Linked DNA regions of Mus musculus: regions 1, 3 and 4 are each linked to region 2. The links are chromatin contacts, called in public HiChIP or PLAC-seq and promoter capture Hi-C maps. All regions are on one chromosome and are shown on one strand. Each heading gives the region's core, a stretch centred on a gene start, on an enhancer-like site or on the middle of the called end of the contact. The rest is flanking DNA. Distances are from core to core; before and after follow the strand shown.

What was found. Promoter capture Hi-C pulls out the DNA fragments that hold promoters and counts their contacts. HiChIP or PLAC-seq counts read pairs in DNA pulled down with a chosen protein or histone mark.
Region 1: a contact with region 2 is called in an HNF4G HiChIP or PLAC-seq map of pancreatic cancer cells. The contact joins the enhancer-like site here to the promoter of Sox13 in region 2. A contact is called at or near these places in 1 of 39 promoter capture datasets (liver), 1 of 484 Hi-C or Micro-C datasets (palatal mesenchyme), 7 of 115 datasets of contacts at active chromatin or transcription factors (embryonic basal ganglia, embryonic forebrain, embryonic hindbrain and 4 more) and 2 of 9 other capture datasets (adipose tissue and embryonic stem cells).
Region 3: a promoter capture Hi-C map of the HPC-7 cell line shows a contact between it and region 2. The contact joins the enhancer-like site here to the promoter of Sox13 in region 2. A contact is called at or near these places in 6 of 39 promoter capture datasets (the HPC-7 cell line, cranial neural crest, embryonic stem cells and 3 more), 8 of 484 Hi-C or Micro-C datasets (the HPC-7 cell line, cerebral cortex, embryonic fibroblasts and 2 more), 23 of 115 datasets of contacts at active chromatin or transcription factors (the HPC-7 cell line, cardiomyocytes, craniofacial prominence and 15 more) and 3 of 9 other capture datasets (adipose tissue, liver and pancreatic islet).
Region 4: a contact with region 2 is called in an H3K4me3 HiChIP or PLAC-seq map of neural progenitor cells, with 31 read pairs. The contact joins the enhancer-like site here to the promoter of Sox13 in region 2. A contact is called at or near these places in 7 of 39 promoter capture datasets (the 3T3-L1 cell line, the HPC-7 cell line, cancer-associated fibroblasts and 4 more), 20 of 484 Hi-C or Micro-C datasets (Sertoli cells, cardiomyocytes, cerebral cortex and 8 more), 32 of 115 datasets of contacts at active chromatin or transcription factors (the HPC-7 cell line, bone marrow-derived macrophages, craniofacial prominence and 21 more) and 4 of 9 other capture datasets (adipose tissue, embryonic stem cells, liver and 1 more).

The regions. Positions count from the first base shown.
Region 1 is chr1:133,186,194-133,190,444 of GRCm38.p6, forward strand. It overlaps a transcript of Plekha6 not described here. Among named protein-coding and RNA genes, the nearest start is that of Gm51648, 26 kb to the right of the region's middle. RefSeq lists an enhancer at 1-3,300. Within about 2 kb of position 1,943, at least 105 of the 459 cell types and tissues checked have an H3K27ac peak or open chromatin away from gene starts, as enhancers often do. A contact at or near this core is called in adipose tissue, embryonic basal ganglia, neural tube and 1 more, where this site is marked.
Region 2 is chr1:133,421,191-133,425,931 of GRCm38.p6, forward strand. Sox13 (SRY (sex determining region Y)-box 13) reads right to left here and starts at 3,022. Exons shown (of 14, transcript NM_011439.2): 1 at 2,686-3,022.
Region 3 is chr1:133,568,206-133,572,704 of GRCm38.p6, forward strand. No RefSeq gene overlaps it. Among named protein-coding and RNA genes, the nearest start is that of Snrpe, 40 kb to the right of the region's middle. Within about 2 kb of position 3,201, at least 9 of the 459 cell types and tissues checked have an H3K27ac peak or open chromatin away from gene starts, as enhancers often do. A contact at or near this core is called in the HPC-7 cell line, where this site is marked.
Region 4 is chr1:133,595,027-133,599,732 of GRCm38.p6, forward strand. No RefSeq gene overlaps it. Among named protein-coding and RNA genes, the nearest start is that of Snrpe, 13 kb to the right of the region's middle. Within about 2 kb of position 1,790, at least 32 of the 459 cell types and tissues checked have an H3K27ac peak or open chromatin away from gene starts, as enhancers often do. A contact at or near this core is called in cortical neurons, embryonic limb bud, neural progenitor cells and 1 more, where this site is marked.

The DNA of each region.
Region 1 (4,251 bases), core at 693-3,192, 240 kb before region 2:
ACAGCTGTTTTGGTAGATGATGACTGCAGTGCTCAGGGACCTGCTAGAGTCACAGATAGGCAGGGAATCCAGGCTTCTCTTTTTCCAGTCCCTCTGACATTTTTCATCTCTGGGGTGGGAGTAGTCCACTGTGGTCCTAGGATGCAAAAGTGGTTTTCTTTTTAACTTCCCCAAGTCAGGGTCCCACAATATTGTTAAAAAAAAATTCAAGGTCTTACAAGGGAGCAGGAGATGGGCAAATGACTGTTCTGAGTGAATCATATTCTGTAGCAGTGGTGGCTCTCAGCCATTTTTTCTTATTTTTTAAAATACTTATTTATTTAATATACATTCGTACACTATAGTTGTCTTCAGACACACCAGATCTCATTACAGATGGTTGTGAGCCACCCATGTGGTTGCTGGGATTTGAACTCAGGACTTTGGAAGAGCAGTCAGTGCTCTAACCACTGAGCCAGCTCTCAGCCTTCCTAGTGCTCTGACTCTTTAATACAGTTTCATGTTGTGCTGATCCCCAGCCATAAAATTATTTTTGTTGCTACTTCATAACTGTAATTTTGCTACTGTTACGAATTGTAATATAAATACCTTTGTTTTCCAATGGTCTCAATTGAACCCTGTGAAAGGCTTAGTTGACCCCAAAGGCATCACAACCCACACTTTGAGAACCACTGTTCTATAGCGTGGCTCAGAAAGAGACTCCTGTTAGGTGATCCTCACAGGTAAAGATTTTCCCAAATAGTTTCAGTACCCTGGGAAGTTTCTTTAAATCTCTGGGTTTTAGAGTCTGGTGTGATAGTGCATCCCTCTAATCCCAACACTCAGGGGGTTTCAAGTTCTAGGCCATCCTGGACTACATACCAAGATGCTGTCTCCAAAACACAAAACAGAAAACACCTCTGGGTCTCGGTTCTAAGCTATCCTGCAAGAACACGAAAGACCTCTTCCTAGAGGTGAAGATGAAGCATAGTGTGAGTGATGAATCAGCCTCCAAATAATCATTTAATGTCTAAAAAGTCTAGTAGCCAAAGCCAGGTGCGGCAGGGTGGGAGAGGGGTGGAGTAAGCCACTCAAGGGGTTTCAGGATGTCAGTCTGTCCATACCTTAGCTTTGTGACCTTGTGCAAGTCCCTGGATTTCTCCAAGTTTTGGTGGCTCCATATGCAAAGTGAGATAACACACTTGTACTCCATCAAGGTAACTTTACCAATAACACCCAGAGTGTGACCAGCGTAGCAAGAACTAGAGAGTACACGTAGAGACACTTATATTGCGAATACGCTGACTTCTGCGCGTGTTGGGAAGAGGGGAATCCTGAATCAGGCTGACCAGCAGCCGGTGGCTACTCAGTCTGAGAAACTGTTTCTTGTGAGAGGTGACAGTGACAGTGAAAAAAGTGGTGGGTGGCTTGGCAAGTGAAGGGGTTGCTCCCAAGGCTAGGAATCTCAGGTCCATACCTGGGACCCACGTGGTGGAAGAAAGAAAACTGACTCCTGCCTTCTAAGTTATACATGCACACTGTGACATGTGTGAAAGAGAGCGTGCGCTCGAGCACACACACACACACACACACACACACACACTCTCTCTCTCTCTCTCTCTCTCTCTCTCTCTCTCTCTCTCACACACACACACACACACACACACAAATAAAACCTAAAAGGTTGGCTGACAGGGTTCTACATAGTGAGCTCCAGGCCAACCAGGACTAGAAGAGACCCCCAAAAAAAAAAAGTTTGGCTGGCAGGATCAGGCTTGGGTGACAGAACCAGGGAGGTTAGCGTGTGGTTCATGCTCCTTACTGGAGGAGGCTGCTTCATGGGAAACAGAGGTCCCAGACAGCAGGAACTTAATTCCCTCAGGCATGTAGGCCTCTCAGCCTGGGCCAGTCCTGTTAGCAACCTCCCAGCTGCTTGGTAGCCTGGTTGGTCCCCTGACCTTCCTATGCAAGACAGCCCGGTGGCCATGCTGGGTTGCCACGGTAACTGGCAGCCTCCCAGCTGAGTTGCCTGGGTAACCAGTTGGCTGGTATTTGGGGGAGGGGGTACTGAGCTAGGGAGAAAAAAAAATCAACCTCAAAAGAGATGGAGAAGGATATAGGGTGGGACAAAGAGGAAGATGGGTGTGCCCAGCCTTCTTTTTCCTTTAGGGAATTGGAAAATCCTGAGAAAGGCAAAAACAGGATGCTGTGTTGTCTCTGCCCTCACATGTATGTTCCCACATGTGTATGAGTTTCCTGGCAAGGGCCATACAAACACAGGTCTCAGTCCTAGCTCTTCTTTCCCCACCCCTTCATCTGTAAAACAGAGGGGCTGATGGGAGTCCGCATAACTACTCAGTCTGCAGTGGAGGGGCTGATGGGAATCCCCACCATCTGTCCATGGTGGGTCCCCTCTTTTTCCACCTTAATCTTTTTCATTGGTGGATACTTCCTAGACTGTCACCTGCTTTCCTGGTCTGAGCCTAGTTTGGTGGTAGAGCCTGGGATCGGGGCTGGCACTTGGGAGATGTGACTCCTAACTCCTAAGGAGCTTAGCATTCCAATCTGCTGAGGACAGAGAGCAAGTCACACAGGTGAGAACTCTGAACACAGTTAAGGAAGTCTGAAAGGTGCCGCCTAATGGGATGTTGCTGAGAAGCCGATATGAGATTTATCCTTCTCTAATAACAAGCATGCTACCTTCACTTGCCACAGCTTCCTGCTCTATTCCAGGAAGGCTCCCCACACCGTTTTCTAAATATAGCCTTGACCCTTCTCTTGATTTCACACCCACTGGTGAGTCACCACATGGAGTTTGAGAAACACAGAGAGGCTGCAAGGAACCCCAGGCTCTCTCTTACGTTCCACACCGAGTATTGCCTGTCCGGACCTTGCGGCTCCTATCTGTGAGGTTAACCAAGGGTCAGCGGTCACTCTATCTGCTACGGTCACAGAGGCATGTCCCCAACTTGGGACCTCAACAGGTATATTGCTCAGGTTCACAGTCTATTCTTTGTCTATTGTCTTTGTTAGGTTTCTATTGCTGTGAAGAGACACCATGACCATAGTAACTCCTCCTTCTCTTCCTCCTCCTCGTCCTCGTCTCCTTCTCCTTCTCCCTTTTCTTTTCTTCTTCTTTTTCTTTATCGAGACAGGGTTTCTCTGTCCTGGAACTCACTCTGTAGATCAGTCTGGCCTCCAACTCAGAAATCCACCTGCCTCTGCCTCCCAAGTGCTGGGATTAAAGGCATACGTCATCACTGCCCGACCACCACAGCAACTCTTAAAAAGGAAAACATTTGATTGGGGCAGGCTTACAGTTCAGAGGTTTAGTTCATTATCATCATGGTAGGAAGCATGGCAGCATGCAGGCAAATATGGTGCTGAAGAAGGAGCTGAGAGTTCTACCTCTGGATCAGCAGGCAACAGGAAGAGAGAGTGACACTGGGCTTGGCTTGAACATTTGAAACCTCAAAACCCTCCCACAGTGACACACTTCCACCAAGGCCACACCTCCTAACAGTGCCACACCCTAAGAGCCTATGGAGGCCATTTTCATTCAAACTACCAAATGTACTGAGTCTGTCATCCTGAGCTATTCCCTCCCTCCCCTCTCCCTCCTTCCCTCCCTTCTCTTCTCTTCTCTTCTCTTCTCTTCTCTTCTCTTCTCTTCTCTTCTCTTCTCTTCTCTTCTCTTCTCTTCTTTTTTGAAATGGGGTCTCACAGCGCAGCCCAGGTTGGCCTTGAACTCACAGACTGGCTTGTCTCTGCCTCTTAAGTGCTGAGATTAAAGTTGTAAACCACCACACCCAGTGATAGATACAGAGAGAGGACCTGGAGTGCATCCAGAACTGGGGTGCTTTTCGTCTATTGTCTTGGGGTGTGAAGGGGTGGGTTTAGGAATGATACAGAAAGAGGAAGCTGAAGGAATCTGGGTCTTGTGTGAGGGGAGTCAGGTGGGGAAGGTGAGTAGGAGGGCTAGCCTTGTGCAGTAAACATCCATCCAGACCCTTGCCCCACCCAATCTTATCCAGAATGTCTTTTGCTTGCTAGGTTCAGTTGAATGTAATGGAACACAGATTCTCTGTTGAGTTTTTGGCACCATGCCTATGGGTGTCCAGCTTTTGGGAGACATTTCTGACAGAAAAGGCTTCCACCAGGCCTCGGAGTAAACATCCTGTCGTTTTCTCGCTCTTTTGTACAATGCCATGACGGTGCTGACCAGTAAGAAGCCCAAGTGTGTGGGATCCACCACGAGCCAGGTTCTATGGG
Region 2 (4,741 bases), core at 1,772-4,271:
ATAAAGACAAGAACCTGTGTCTCCCCTACATTCCGAGTAGCCTCTCCAACTGTCACTGTAAAGTTGGAGGTGACAGCTCTCATTTATCTAAGTCTCAGATGCAGTATGCTTGGCAGCCAGGCTAGCTAGGCTAGGTTCTCAAGTGAGCCCCAGCAACAGGAAACAGATCCTACCCTGGGAACAGAACCCTCTAGGGCAGGCAGTCTGCCTGGCCCACCTGACTTCCCCTGAGCCCCAGACACCTGGGATCCTCTTAGTGAAAATCCACCCAGTTCTCTGAGACACAAATGCACATCCAATCCTGGGTCTGCAGCACAGACCAGGGTGTCCAGGGAATACCCTTTCAAAGACATTTCCTTCCTGGGGCTGTTTCCAGGGAGAATGCTACATGGTGTGAAGATTAATTTTTAAGAGGAAAGAAGGAAGGGAAGAAGGAAGGAAAAAAGTACTCAAAAAGGTTGAAGCAGGTAAGTAACAAGAAGGTAAGTTTGGGTAGATCAGAATCCAGAAGAGGTAGGAAGGAGAGTGAGGTCACTTCCTCCCCATAAGTGATAATTACTAAAATCGATCAAACGGACACAATCACAAAGATTGTGGGCTCTATACACGGTCCTTTAAATTATAATGGCCCAGGTTGGAGATACTGCTCCGTGGTAGTCACTTCCCCAGTATGAACTAGGCCCTGGGCTTGATAATACTGTTATTACAGTAAGGACAATAGCTAGCTGGGCATGGTGTCTGTGCCTTTAATCCCAGCACTCAGGAGACAGAGGCAGAAGAATCTGAGTTCGAGGCCAGCCTGGTCTACAAAACAAGTCCCAGAGCGGCCAGAGCTACGCAGAGACCCTGTATTGGAAAACAAACTAATAGTAACAACAATAATAGACGTAAATATGATTAGTAATAAGAAACAACAGCTAACTTCCCAAATGCACACACTGAATACAGTACCCAAGATTTCCTGCATGTTGAGCTAGAGCTCTTCCACTAAGTTACATCCCGACAACAAAAGCTAACAGTTGCCGAGCATTTATTTACTTTGTGCCGCATGGCGCTGAGATTGCCTTTAGACTTTTCATCCTTAAGACCACCCCCACGAGGTGGCCACTGTCAGAATTTAACCTCACTATACAGATAAGTAACCTGAGCAAGGGAGGTGGGTCAAATTGCCTTCGGTGGCACCACCAGCGGCTGCACTACTGTACAACTCCAGCTTAGCTTCCTGGTTCTAACTACAAGGCTATCTGGCGTTCCGTGGTACAGGCCTTCCAAACCAGCATCCTTCAAACCATCAACATACACCAGCTTCAAAGATAGAAGCACAGATCCGCCCTTTTTTTAAACTGAGAAAGTACAGGCGATGTTTGGACATCGCCAGGATCAAGCGACCCATCTCGGTCAAGAACAAGACCCAAGTGTGTTGAATCTAGCACACAGTGAGGGACTTCCTACCGCATCAAGAAGTTGGAAACAGGGTCTCTGGGAACCTTGCTCGGAGTGGCAGCATCACTGACTGACTGCCTTAGGTCAGACCCCTCTGCCAGCGCCAGCGCTAAGGCGCCGGGCCCGGAAATTCCCACAGAGCTAAAGCAAACTTCCCAGGAAAACTCCTCAGTTTCCTCTAAGCTCTTGTCACGGAGATGCTGCCAAGAGCGCCAGCTGCTGGGGACCCTCCCAGGCTAGAGCCACCGCTCAAGCGCCCGGGGTCCTCCCGGAATGATCCAAGGCTGAAGTTCAAAATTCACGTCCAGCCCAAGCCGGACCCCCGGCCTCGCCAAGGACTCTGGGACAGCTCCCACTCTCCGTGCCTTTCCCCCCCCAGCTTCAAGTAATGAGGCACCTCCTGCCAGGACATGTAGGTTGGTTGCGGGGAGATCCCGCGGGCGACCCTAGAGCTCCTGGGGAATCTGAGCAGCCGCAGCTGGCGCGTGCAAACACACGCACGCACACACACACACACTCGCGTGAGTGTGTGTTTACGTACCGAACGTGGGATGGGAAAACAATGGCGAACCGCTGGGACTACGCGACCACCCCCCACCCCCATCCCATCAGTCCTGTGATCAATTTATTTCTACAGTGAAAGGGGCTGAAAGGCGCTTCTCCGACACTCCACCGTGGGACGCAGGGGTGGCAAGGGGCAGGCTGGAGTGAAGAGCAGCAAGGGCTGAAAAAATGGGAGGCGGCGCCCGGCTGGTCCGCGGGGAATGAACCGGAGCCGTGGGAAGGGCGCGCGCTGAACCCCGGCTGCCCAATGCACCCCGGGACCGGAGCTCCGCGTTGCGGGTACCCGAGCCCCACGTGGGGCTCGCACGGGGACATCTAAGCTCAGGCTGGGAGTGCTTAAACTGGGAGCGTTGGTCAGGCTGGGGCGAAAGACCTAAGGCCGGCGGGTCGCAAAGGGCGGGCGGGTAGAGGACCCCCGAAGCCCGGCTCGCGTGGCGCGCGCACGCCACCCCCAACGGCCTGTAGCCACTGCCCTCCAAAAGGACGCGGGATCAGCGCGGCGCCACCGGCCGGCGTTGTGAGGGGTCTGGTAGGATCGGCTCCGCCTGGCAAAAACTTTGCCCAAGATGGAAAGTCGCGCGGCAGAGAGCCAGCGTGTCCCTAGGAACGCGGGGGCGCGCGTGTCAAACTTCGCGAGGCTGGGGTGATGGGGCGCGCGGCGCGAAGGGGCGCACTTACTAATCGGTCGGGCGCGGGCCCGGGGTCGCAACTCCGCGCTCCGGCTTCTGCTCAGTGCGTCCCGGCAGCCAGCAGCCTGGCCTTCCCGCTCACATGCCCCGGCAACGCGGCGGGCAGCGGGCCGGGGCGGCGCGGCCGGGCGGAGGCACGCCCCCCGCCGTGGGCTGGAAGCGCTCAGGACCCGCGGCCCGCCGGGCTCCGCTGGCCACGGTCGCCGAGCTGAGGACGGGTCGGGCGGCGCCCTCCTCCGAGCCAGGCCGCTCGGCACTCTGCCCTCTGCCCCCGGCTGGCCGCCGCCGTGTTCCCTTCCGCAGTCCGGCTCCCGGACTCGCGGCCGCTGCGCCCGCCAGGCCGGCGGGCAGTGCGCTCTGCTCCTCCGCGCAGCTCCGAGCCCGCTGGGTCCAAAGCCAGGGCCTCCGAAGCTGAGCGCGCCGCCTCGGCCTTCGACCTCCGCCGGCCGCTCCGGAGCTCGGCTTCCAGGAGCCGCGCTCGTACACTTCAGTTCCCAGGCGGGACTGGAGCAGGGCGCTCGCCGCTCGCTTCTGCGAAAGCCACTCCGACAGCCTCCGAGGAGAAAGAGGGAGGGAGGGAGGGAGGGCGCGAGCGGGCGGGGGAGGAGGGAGGGTGTGGAGATGGAGGAGGGAGGGACAGAGCTTCCTCCTCCTCCTCCTCCTCCTCCTCCTCCTCCTCCTCCTCCTCCTCCTCCTCCTCCTCCTCCTCCTCCTCCTCCTCCTCCCAGCAGCTGGTCCAGCCAGGCCTCAACAGCTGGAGACCTGTGCTGGGAAGGGGACAGCAGAGGTTCTCCAGAGTGAGACCTGTGGAGATGTAGTGACCCACTGGATAGAGAAAATAGGGGGAGGAAGGTGAATTCTGCCTAGTCCCCTCGACCCAGGTTTGAGAGTTACTATGGGGAATTTTCATTCCTTTTAACAAGTCCAGTTCACAGCCTCCTCCAGAGACCCGAGATTGAACTTTATTTTTCTCACTGGTAAATCAGACTGGCCTCGAACTCACAGAAACCTGCTTGGCTCTGCCTCCAGGGTGCTAGGATTAAAGGCATGCTCCTTGAGAACTGCCCTTGGAGCTGGGAGTGGCTCATGCCTATAATACCTGGGAAGCTGAGGCAGGAGGATCTCAATTTGAAACCAACCTGAGGGCAAGGAGAGACCTGCTTTGATGCGATCAGATCTCTGACAGCTTCCTAATGTCTAGCCACTCCCTAGCCCTGTCCTTTTTAGAATTTCTCCAACAAGTCCTTCCTTTCTTCCTGCCCCGTTTAGGAGGAAGGTTTGTTTGAAGAAGGGTTTCTCCTCATTCGGCCCATCTATTAAATGTCTACACCAAACCTGACCCAAGCAGATGCCAGGGATCACCAAGATGAATGACACAGTGGCAGCCCTTTCTGGATTCCCATGTTGTGAAGACTCTAATTCTACAAAGTGCTAGAGCCATAGGGTCTACCAAGGATGCTAAGCTATGGGGACTTGGATCAGAGTCTCCTTAGAAAGGCCACAGTTTGAAGTACGTCTTGAAGACCTGTGGGAGCAGGGCTGGTTGAAGGAACGCCCATTGTGGGACTGTATGACCCTCTCCCTCTCGAGTGGTGGCCAAGCAGGAAGCTTCCACAGGATGCATGCATTTCATCAGTCCCTGCTTCCCTGCCTGGGTGACAACTCTTCCATAGTCTTCTGTCTTTTGGGTCTCTGTCTGGTACCAGCTTCTCAGGCAATCTTTGAGGATCAAATCATGGCCAGGAGCTCCATCCATGGGCTCTGAGAACCCCACAGGTCATTTGCCTGTCTACACTGTGACATTGAGATGGTAAACTCTTTGGGACAGGGAGGGATGTGCCTCTTGTTCATGGTTAGATCCTATGTGTCTAGATGGGACTTGGCAAAGAGGAGGCCCATAATACATTCGTGTTTATCAGTTAGCTCTTTACAAAGAAAGGGGTTCTAAGCAGGGCTCTGGTGCAATCAGTGTAGCTGAGGTACAGAGGTTGGCCAATGAGGAGCTTCAGAAGGAAGGATGAAGACCTGAGCCAAGGTAGGGCTAG
Region 3 (4,499 bases), core at 1,951-4,450, 150 kb after region 2:
TCACACACCTATGGTCACTTGATCTTTGACAAGGGAGCTAAAACCATCCAGTGGAAAAAATATTAATGGTTCTGGTTCAACTGGCAGTTAGCATGTAGAAGAATGCAAATTGATCCATTACTTATCTCCTTGTACAAAGCTCAAGTCCACATGGATCAAGGACCTCCACATAAAACCAGATACACTGAAACTAATAGAAGAGAAAGTGGGGGGAAGTCTCAAACACATGGGCACAGGGGAAAAGTTCCTGAACAGAACACCAACAGCTTATGTTCTAAGATCAAGAATTGACAAATGGAAACGCCCTGTTTTAACACTGCCTCAGTGGTGCGTTGGGAGGCAGAGGCAGGAAGGTTATTTAATCCCGTGAGCTTGAGATGAATCTGAGTATCGCGGTGAGACCCCCTCTCAGAACGACAGCCAGAGAGACAGCTCAGCAGGGGAGGGCCTGAGCTGGAGCCCAAGAATTAGCGTGGTGGTGTGGCTTGTGTGCGAGCACACACACATGAACACAACAAACAAACATGCAACTTTAAAAAAAGGAAACTCAAAACAATAACAAGCAATCATCTCACCTAGAGTATTCTTTTTTTTTTAAGATTTATTTATTTATTTGTTATATGTAAGTACATTGTAGCTGTCTTCAGACACTCCAGAAGAGGGGGTCAGATCTTGTTACGGATGGTTGTGAGCCACCATGTGGTTGCTGGGATTTGAACTCTGGACCTTCGGAAGAGCAGTCTGGTGCTCTAACCCACTGAGCCATCTCACCAGCCCGAGTATTCTTAAATATACTTACCAAAAAATACCTGACAATGATTATCATATCACTACATGGGATCATTATGCTAAGACGTGAAAATCAAAATAGGTGTGGTTAAAAAAATGAAAATCAGTGAAATGGGGAATAACAGAAAAACTCATCTAGGATATAATAAAGATATATATGTATATATATGTGTGTGTGTGGTATGTATATGTACATATATATATATATATTTATATACGTGTACATATATACACAGGTAGGTTTTCTTTTTAATTTTTTTCCTGTTCTGGGATCAAATTCAGAATTACACAGTCCAGGCAGGTGCTACCTATAGCTGTGAGCCACACCCCGGGCCCCTAGGTTTTCAATGACTGTGAAAAGGGAGCAAGAATCAAGTCCTGGATAACTTGTCTCAGTATTTTCTTAATGGACACAATGGGGCTGGAGAGATGGCTCGTGGTAAGGGGACTGAGGAAGCAGTGTTGGTTTGACTCCTTGTGAAAAAGGTCTTGGTGGGCAGTGGCAGAGGATGAGGGAAGCTGTGGTGGCTTAAGGACAGGTGGTAGGGGAGGGGGTACTCAGGCTGCCTGGGCTGTGGGCCCTTCTACTCACAAGCTCTTCTGCATTGTCGTCAAAGTGTTTTGTATGTGTGATGAAGGACCATGATTGGTGGGCTTTAAGTCAAAGAGATTATTCTAGACAATCTTGGGGGTGGGGTGGGCTGTTTCAATCTGTTTCAAGGTCTTATAGGAACAGAACCGAGAAGAAATTCTACATATGGACTGAAACCTCAGTTTCCTAAAGAGCTGAGCCTGCCTAGGAGTCAGTCCCCTGTTCCGTGGAGTCTGGAGAGAGCACCAGCGTGCCAGAAGAGCCCACTGCTCTTTAGATTTGGGTTTTTTAGTCTGCTGTTATTAGCATATAAACTGTTTCCTTGAAAAAATATTTTTAAAAAATTACTTAGCCAGACATGATGGTGCACACCTTTAATCCCAGCACTCAGGGGACAGAGGCAGGTGGATCTCTGTGAGTTCAATGATAGCTGGTTTACATAGCAGGTTCCAGGATAACCAGAACTACATAGAGAGTCCCTGCCTCAAAATAAATTTTAATTTCATTGTGTGTGTGTGTATTCACATGACGTGTGTATTTATGAGTGTGGGTGTGTACCTGCCATAGTGCCTGGAGGGGGTCAGAGGGCAACCTTCAAGACTGACCCCATTCCTTCTACCCTGGGGTAAGTCTCTTGTACTGAGCCTTTGATTCTGGTGGAATCCTGATCAACTGGATAATATTTAGCTACAGTTCCTGATACATCTAAATTAAGATTATAAAAAAAAATATAGATCCTTTAGTCCCAGGACTCAGGAGGCAGAGGCAGGTGGATCTGTGAGTTTGAGGCCAGCCTGTTTTATAGTGAGTTCCAGGACAGCCAGAGCTACACAGGGAAACTTTGTCTCAAAAAAACAAAACAAACAAACAAACAAACAAAAAACCCCAAACAAAACAAACTATACATATATATGTATAAAATAAATATAATATGTTTTATATATCATATGAATATATTACTGATTTTAGAAATTATAAAACATCTAAATAATTTTTTTAAAAAATAAGGAGAAACACCTGTAGAATACATAAGAAGCCCGAAGGGTTTGGTGTGACAGTGTGTGCCTGCCATCTCATTGCTCTGGAAGGCTGAGGTAAGACAGGAAGATCACTGTGTCTACAAATTCAAGTCCACCCTGGGCAGCACAGTGATTCCTGGTCTCAAAATGAAAAGGAAAAAACAAGAGTGTACAAAACTACCTTAGAGTGTAAAGACTAAATATTTTTATTAGATGTATTTAAGTAAGTGTGTAACTACAGAATTAAGAATATTGCTGAGCATGGTAACATACCATGTTAGACCAGCATTTGGGAGGCAGAGGGGCAAAGGGGCAGAGGGGCAGAGGGACAGGGGGGCAGAGGGGCAGAGGGGCAGAGGGGCAGAGGGGCAGAGGGGCAGAGGGGCAGAGGGGCAGAGGGACAGAGGGACAGAGGGACAGAGGGACAGAGGGACAGAGGGACAGAGGGGCTGATCTCTGTGAGTTCCAGGCCAGCCTGGACTATATGAGATTTTTTTCAAACAAAAACCTAAACCCAACAAAAGATATTTGAGACTCCCAGTTTGTTTTCTCCTTCGATGATCTCCGGGATCAATTACTCTGAGGTAAGTCAGCTGACTCTGTCATAGAGGTTCTTAAGGGGGAACTGGCCAAGCCACCAAAGAACAAGACCTTGAAACAACAGCCCTCTGGGTGAGGCTGGAACTCAACCATCTAGCCCCGGGGACATTTTCAGAAGACCAAAGCACCAGGCGGCATCCTGTGCAACCTCAAGAAAGAATGAGGGGACCATGCTGTCAAGTCTCTCAACTTCCAGAAACTGGTTGAGATAATCGCTTCCTTTCCAGATAGACTTAAAAGATAACCGAAGCAAAGCAAAAGCCGCTGAGTGGAAGGAACAAAGATAAAAAGGAGGAAGCCTGAAGTGGAAACTAAGATTAAAGTCAACAATGAAACGATTGCTACTAAAAGGCAAAGGAACATAAATCACGGGGAAATGAGTCGCATTATATGTTTCTAATTTAGACATTTAGACACCAAAGGTCAAGGGAGGCCAAACAGAAGGAAATGAATGACGCCAAGCGTGGTGGCGCACAACTTTACTTCCAGCACTTGGGAGGCAGAGGCGGGCAGGTCTCCGTGAGTTCGAGGCCAGCCTAGGCCATGTAGTTTTGAAAGAAAGAAAAGAAAAGAAGTGAAGATAAACTAAGCTTACAGGAAAAGCATGCAAGGGTAGCAAGCAAAACTAATGTTAGGACAAAGTGAAGCTTAAGAGGAAAAGATCCACCAAGGCAGGGAGAGTTCTTACAGAAGGAAAGAAGATCGGTAATGATAACAAGAAACCGCTGCATACAGAGTCTCCTTGATTGGCCTCTGATGAGAAACTGGTCAAAGTACAATTAGAGTGAAAGATGTTAACCCTTTCACATACCCTTGGCGATCAAGCAGGGAGCACTGACCCAGTAAAGTTAGTAACATAATCCATTATCCCAGATTTCAGATTCTGCAAATAATGGCTATACATGCTCATGAATATAAATTGTAAAAAAAAAAATCAAACAAACAAGCAAACACTAAAAACAGATTACAGAGAAAACAATCTCATTAAAGGCAATTTAAAAAACATCTGATGGCTCATGTCTTCCGTCTAAAATTAAACACTGACGGCGTAAGTAGACTCCGAAAGCAGCCTTCACAAGCCTATACAGTAAGTAAGCTCCTCACAAATTAAAGCTTGCACGGCATAAAAAGAAACAAAAAAAAATGTGGAGGTGGGGTTAAGAGCGGAGGAGGGGTGTTGCAGAAGAGGATGCTGGGGCTAGAAAGACAGCTGAGCACCCCGAGCCTTTGCTCCTTTTGCAGAGGACCCGGGTTCCATCCCCAGCGTGCAGGACTGTCTGCAACCCAGCCTTCAAGGGCACCGGACACACACGGTACACAGACAAGCACACTCGTAAAGTAAAAAGAAAGAAACTGTTTAAAAAGAAAGCGATTTGTAGGCCACAGGCTATGGTGGGTGTTGGTAGTTACTATTAGTTGCCTATTAAAAGATGACAATAAGGGCCAGCAACATGGCTCAGTGGCTCAAGGCACCTGCCACCAAGTACTCATACCCTACG
Region 4 (4,706 bases), core at 540-3,039, 170 kb after region 2:
GAATAGTGTGTGTCTATCTATCATGCTAGAGGGGGGAACAGTAACAGACTTGAATAGTGTGTGTCTATCATGCTAGAGGGGAGAACAGTAACAGACTTGAATAGTGTGTGTCTATCATGCTAGAGAGGAGAACAGTAACAGACTTGAATAGTGTGTGTCTATCATGCTAGAGGGGAGAACAGTAACAGACTTGAATAGTGTGTGTCTATCATGCTAGAGGGGAACAGTAACAGACTTGAATAGTGTGTGTCTATCATGCTAGAGGGGAGAACAGTAACAGACTTGAATAGTGTGTGTCTATCATGCTAGAGGGGGAACAGTAACAGACTTGAATAGTGTGTGTCTATCATGCTAGAGGGGGGAACAGTAACAGACTTGAATAGTGTGTGTCTATCATGCTAGAGAGGAGAACAGTAACAGACTTGAATAGTGTGTGTCTATCATGCTAGAGAGGAGAACAGTAACAGACTTGAATAGTGTGTGTCTATCATGCTAGAGGGGGAACAGTAACAGACTTGAATAGTGTGTGTCTATCATGCTAGAGAGGAGAACAGTAACAGACTTGAATAGTGTGTGTCTATCAATCATGCTAGAGGGGAGAACAGTAACAGACTTGAATAGTGTGTGTCTATCATGCTAGAGAGGAGAACAGTAACAGACTTGAATAGTGTGTGTCTATCATGCTAGAGGGGGAACAGTAACAGACTTGAATAGTGTGTGTCTATCATGCTAGAGAGGAGAACAGTAACAGACTTGAATAGTGTGTGTCTATCATGCTAGAGAGGAGAACAGTAACAGACTTGAATAGTGTGTGTCTATCTATCATGCTAGAGGGGGAACAGTAACAGACTTGAATAGTGTGTGTCTATCATGCTAGAGGGGAGAACAGTAACAGACTTGAATAGTGTGTGTCTATCATGCTAGAGAGGAGAACAGTAACAGACTTGAATAGTGTGTGTCTATCTATCATGCTAGAGGGGGAACAGTAACAGACTTGAATAGTGTGTGTCTATCATGCTAGAGGGGAGAACAGTAACAGACTTGAATAGTGTGTGTCTATCAATCATGCTAGAGGGGGAACAGTAACAGACTTGAATAGTGTGTGTCAATCATGCTAGAGGGGAGAACAGTACAGTAACAGCCCAACTCAAATAAGCCCAGTCCTCTCCCTTACCTGACAAGCGTGGACCGACAAGAGTTGGCGCCCATGAATAGTAAGTCTAAGATTTTCAAACTTTTCCTTCCCTCTACCTGCCATGGACAGACCAGGCTCATATCAGTACTTAATTTTCTTTCAGGGCATGCCTCTCCAGCTCCCCCCAACCCCCTTTCAAGAATGTTACAAGAGTTAGTGGGTGGTTAGCAAGACCCTCTCTGAAACAAAGAGCCATTCCAGAAAAATAATTGCCCACATACCAAGGGCTGCCAACATGAGCTGCTTCCCAGTAGTTCAGTAGCCTTAATGAAGGGAGAGCAACGCCTCCCTGCAATACAAATTCTAGTTTGAAGAAAGGAGCTACAGATTGTGGAGAAGTCCAAGTTTAAAAGGCAAACACCACAGGCTCCACAGAGCAGGGAGCAGCAGGCAAAGATTTCTAAATACAGAGCTCAATTGTAAGAGCACCTATTTCTCACTAGATCATCGTTTGCTCTGTCAAAAATAGAACCTTCCACATCTTGATCCATTCAGAATAAGCCACAGCAGGCTCAGCTTTGCTTACACAGGGCAACCGGGTCAGAAAGGCCACACAGGGAAATGGAAAAAGCAGCCAGCAGGTTTTCTTAGGGATTATCCTGCTCCAGCTTTTATCCTCCTTCCCAGCTATTCTGGTGCCAAGAAAGCTGCAGGGAGGTCTTTAGCTCTGGTCTTTCATCAGCAGTCCCACCGCTCTAACTCCCTCTACTGCCCAGTATTTTCTTTACAGAGCTGGCTTAATGAATTTCAAACTCAGGCATGTTGAAAGTGCTAAAGTAGTCTACTGAAAATATAACCAAAGGGCACACATTTAGAAAGGAGATCGCTGTAGCTAAAGGCAGCTCCCAGGGGCTGACTTTTATGGTCATTACAACTCTCCTGCCTCAGACAGAGTGATTTTATTCACTTTAATGAATCTCAAAAAGAACTGGGACTTTAAAAAACTTTATTATAACTTATTTGGTGTATAATGTATGTGGGAACACAAGCTCGTCACATTCATGGAGGTCAGGGGACAATTGGACGCTGGCTCGTTCTTCCCCACAGTGTCAGGCTTGCTGGTGGGCGTCCAGGTGCTTTTACCTATGGAGTCATTTTTCCAGTACAGAAACTGAACTTCCTGGTGGACTTTCAGCCATCTTTACCTTTATCGTGATTTCAGATGGGCTCTGGGGCTGGGAGTGCTGCCCAGTGACAGAATGCTTACGTAGTATACACCAGGCCATGTGTTTGATCCCCAGCACCACAAAATATAAACATAGGATTGGCCTTCCTCATCTTGTAGTACCCACTAAGAACATAATACTAAAACTGTTAGCATGAGTGAGGTGGCACATGTTCATAGTCCCAGCTCTTAGAAAGCTGAGGCAGGAGGACTAGGCTTAAGGCTACCTGGGCCAAACAAGGGGAACCAACCTAAAATAAACGGAGAACCCCTGCTTGCTTGTGAATCTGTTTCAGTATTTGTTCAACTTTGCCTAGAAAACCTCTATTAATTGTCTATCACAATTATTACGCAAAGCTGGAGACTTCCAAGTGTGAGGGCTAGAATCTGCCCATGTGAGCTTTCAAGGGTGACAATCAGAATCAGGAGAAACAATACACTCTCCTAAAGGCAAAGAACTTACTTAAGAAGTAAGTGATGGTGGAAAAGAACCAATCCCCTTCAAGTTGTCCTCTGATGAAATGAGCATAATCCACACATGACACTGCACCAATATAGTGACAAAATAAACAAGGGCAAAAATACCTGCTGGAGGGAGGGGCAAACCGCACCCAAAGCACAGCCCCCTGACTGGGGAGGGGAGTAGTTGCTCTCCTGAGGCAAGGCAGGAGAAATGTGCAGTCCTTGCTTCAGGGCAAGCCCAAGACACCCAGAGGACAAGCCAAATTTCGGTGGAGCAATGATTTTGGCAGATGAGCTGCTGTGGACAGAGGGAGCAGCCAGGCACCATCTTGTCCTGATTTGACATAACTCAGGACAAGCCTGTAACCCCACACAGGGAGGTCAAAGACTCAGGAGGAAGCTGTCCCAAATACTTCCATCACCTTTGTGACCCCTTCAAGCCTACTTTTGCACACATGTGCTGTAGCATCCATATGACGTCAGAAGACAACTTACAGGAGCTGGTTCTCTTCCATGTGTCCTGGGGGTTGAACTCAGGGAATCTGGTTTGGTAGCAAACAACCTCATCTGCTGAGCCATCTTACCAGGCCCCTTACTCTCTACATTTTTATTTATTGCTTTACAATTTCTTGCTCTTCAGGTTTTTGTCTCATTTTGTTGGTATGATTTGTTTTTCTTCTTCCAGACAGGGTTTGTGTAGCCTTGGCTATCACTCAGAGAATGCCTACCTCTGCCTTCTAAGTGCTGGGATAAACAGCATGCGCCACCACCATTGAGCTTTGTATGTTTCCTTATTTCTTAGCTCCCCTCCCGCTTTTCCTTCCAGGATCCTCTCTATTTTGGCTACCTTAGCTCCTTCTTGCTCTTCTCCTCCCTCCCTATTACACCTGTTTCACTGCATCTCAAAGCATTGACTTGCTCTGCTTGTGTTTCTCCCTCTTCCCAGCCAGCTTCCTTTATTTCAGCCCTCCCTATTTCCACACTTCCCTAAATATTTTTAACTGCACAGTCAGCTCACCACTGTTTTATGATCTCTGGTAATGTAAGGAGCATGATTGGTTCAAGGGAAACTTAGCTCTTGTGCAGGTTGATGCTGCTGTAGTTTCAAGTGTTACCTTCCCACTGAGTCACAGGGAGGGAGGGCGAAGTCTTCCAGCATAGGCTGCTCAAGACTGGCGGTGGTGGTCCATGCCTTTAATTCCAGCACTCAAGAGGCAAAGGCAGGTGGATTTTCATGAGTTCGAGGCCAGCCTGGTCTACAGATTAAGTTACAGGACAACCAGTGCTACACAGAGGACCCCCCCCCCCAAAAAAAAAGACAAAACAAAAATATTTAAAAAAACAAAACAACAAAACCCCAACCCTTCCTTGACCCACATAAAACACAGTAAGCAATGAACTCAACTGAACAGAAGACCGTCCGGGTGGAGCCTGCAGACTGACAGGGTCAACCTAAGGCCATCCAGAGTCACTCAGAGAACAAGGCTCCAGCAGGCCTGAGGGGCTTTAGATTAGGCTACTTGGCCTGTGAGGGATTATGGTAGAAGGCCCTCCTTAAGGAAGGTGGCACCATCACCCGGAAAGTCCTGCCTCCCCACCTTGGAAAAGGAAACCAGCTGAGTGACAGCAACCACCTTTCTCTCTTCTGACTGCAGACGGCTGCTTCCAGCTCCTGCTGCCTTGACTTCCCTTCACAAAGGACTGCATTTCAAACTGAGTCGCTAAAGTAACACTTTCCTTCCTTAGGCTGCTTCGCCAGGTCATTTTGTCACCGTGAGGAACAGGCTCACAAAGTGCACCAATAAAGAACAAATAAATGGGCAGAGGCATAACATCCAATTATTGGCATTGTGATCAACAGAGCAATCCATGGTATGGATAAGG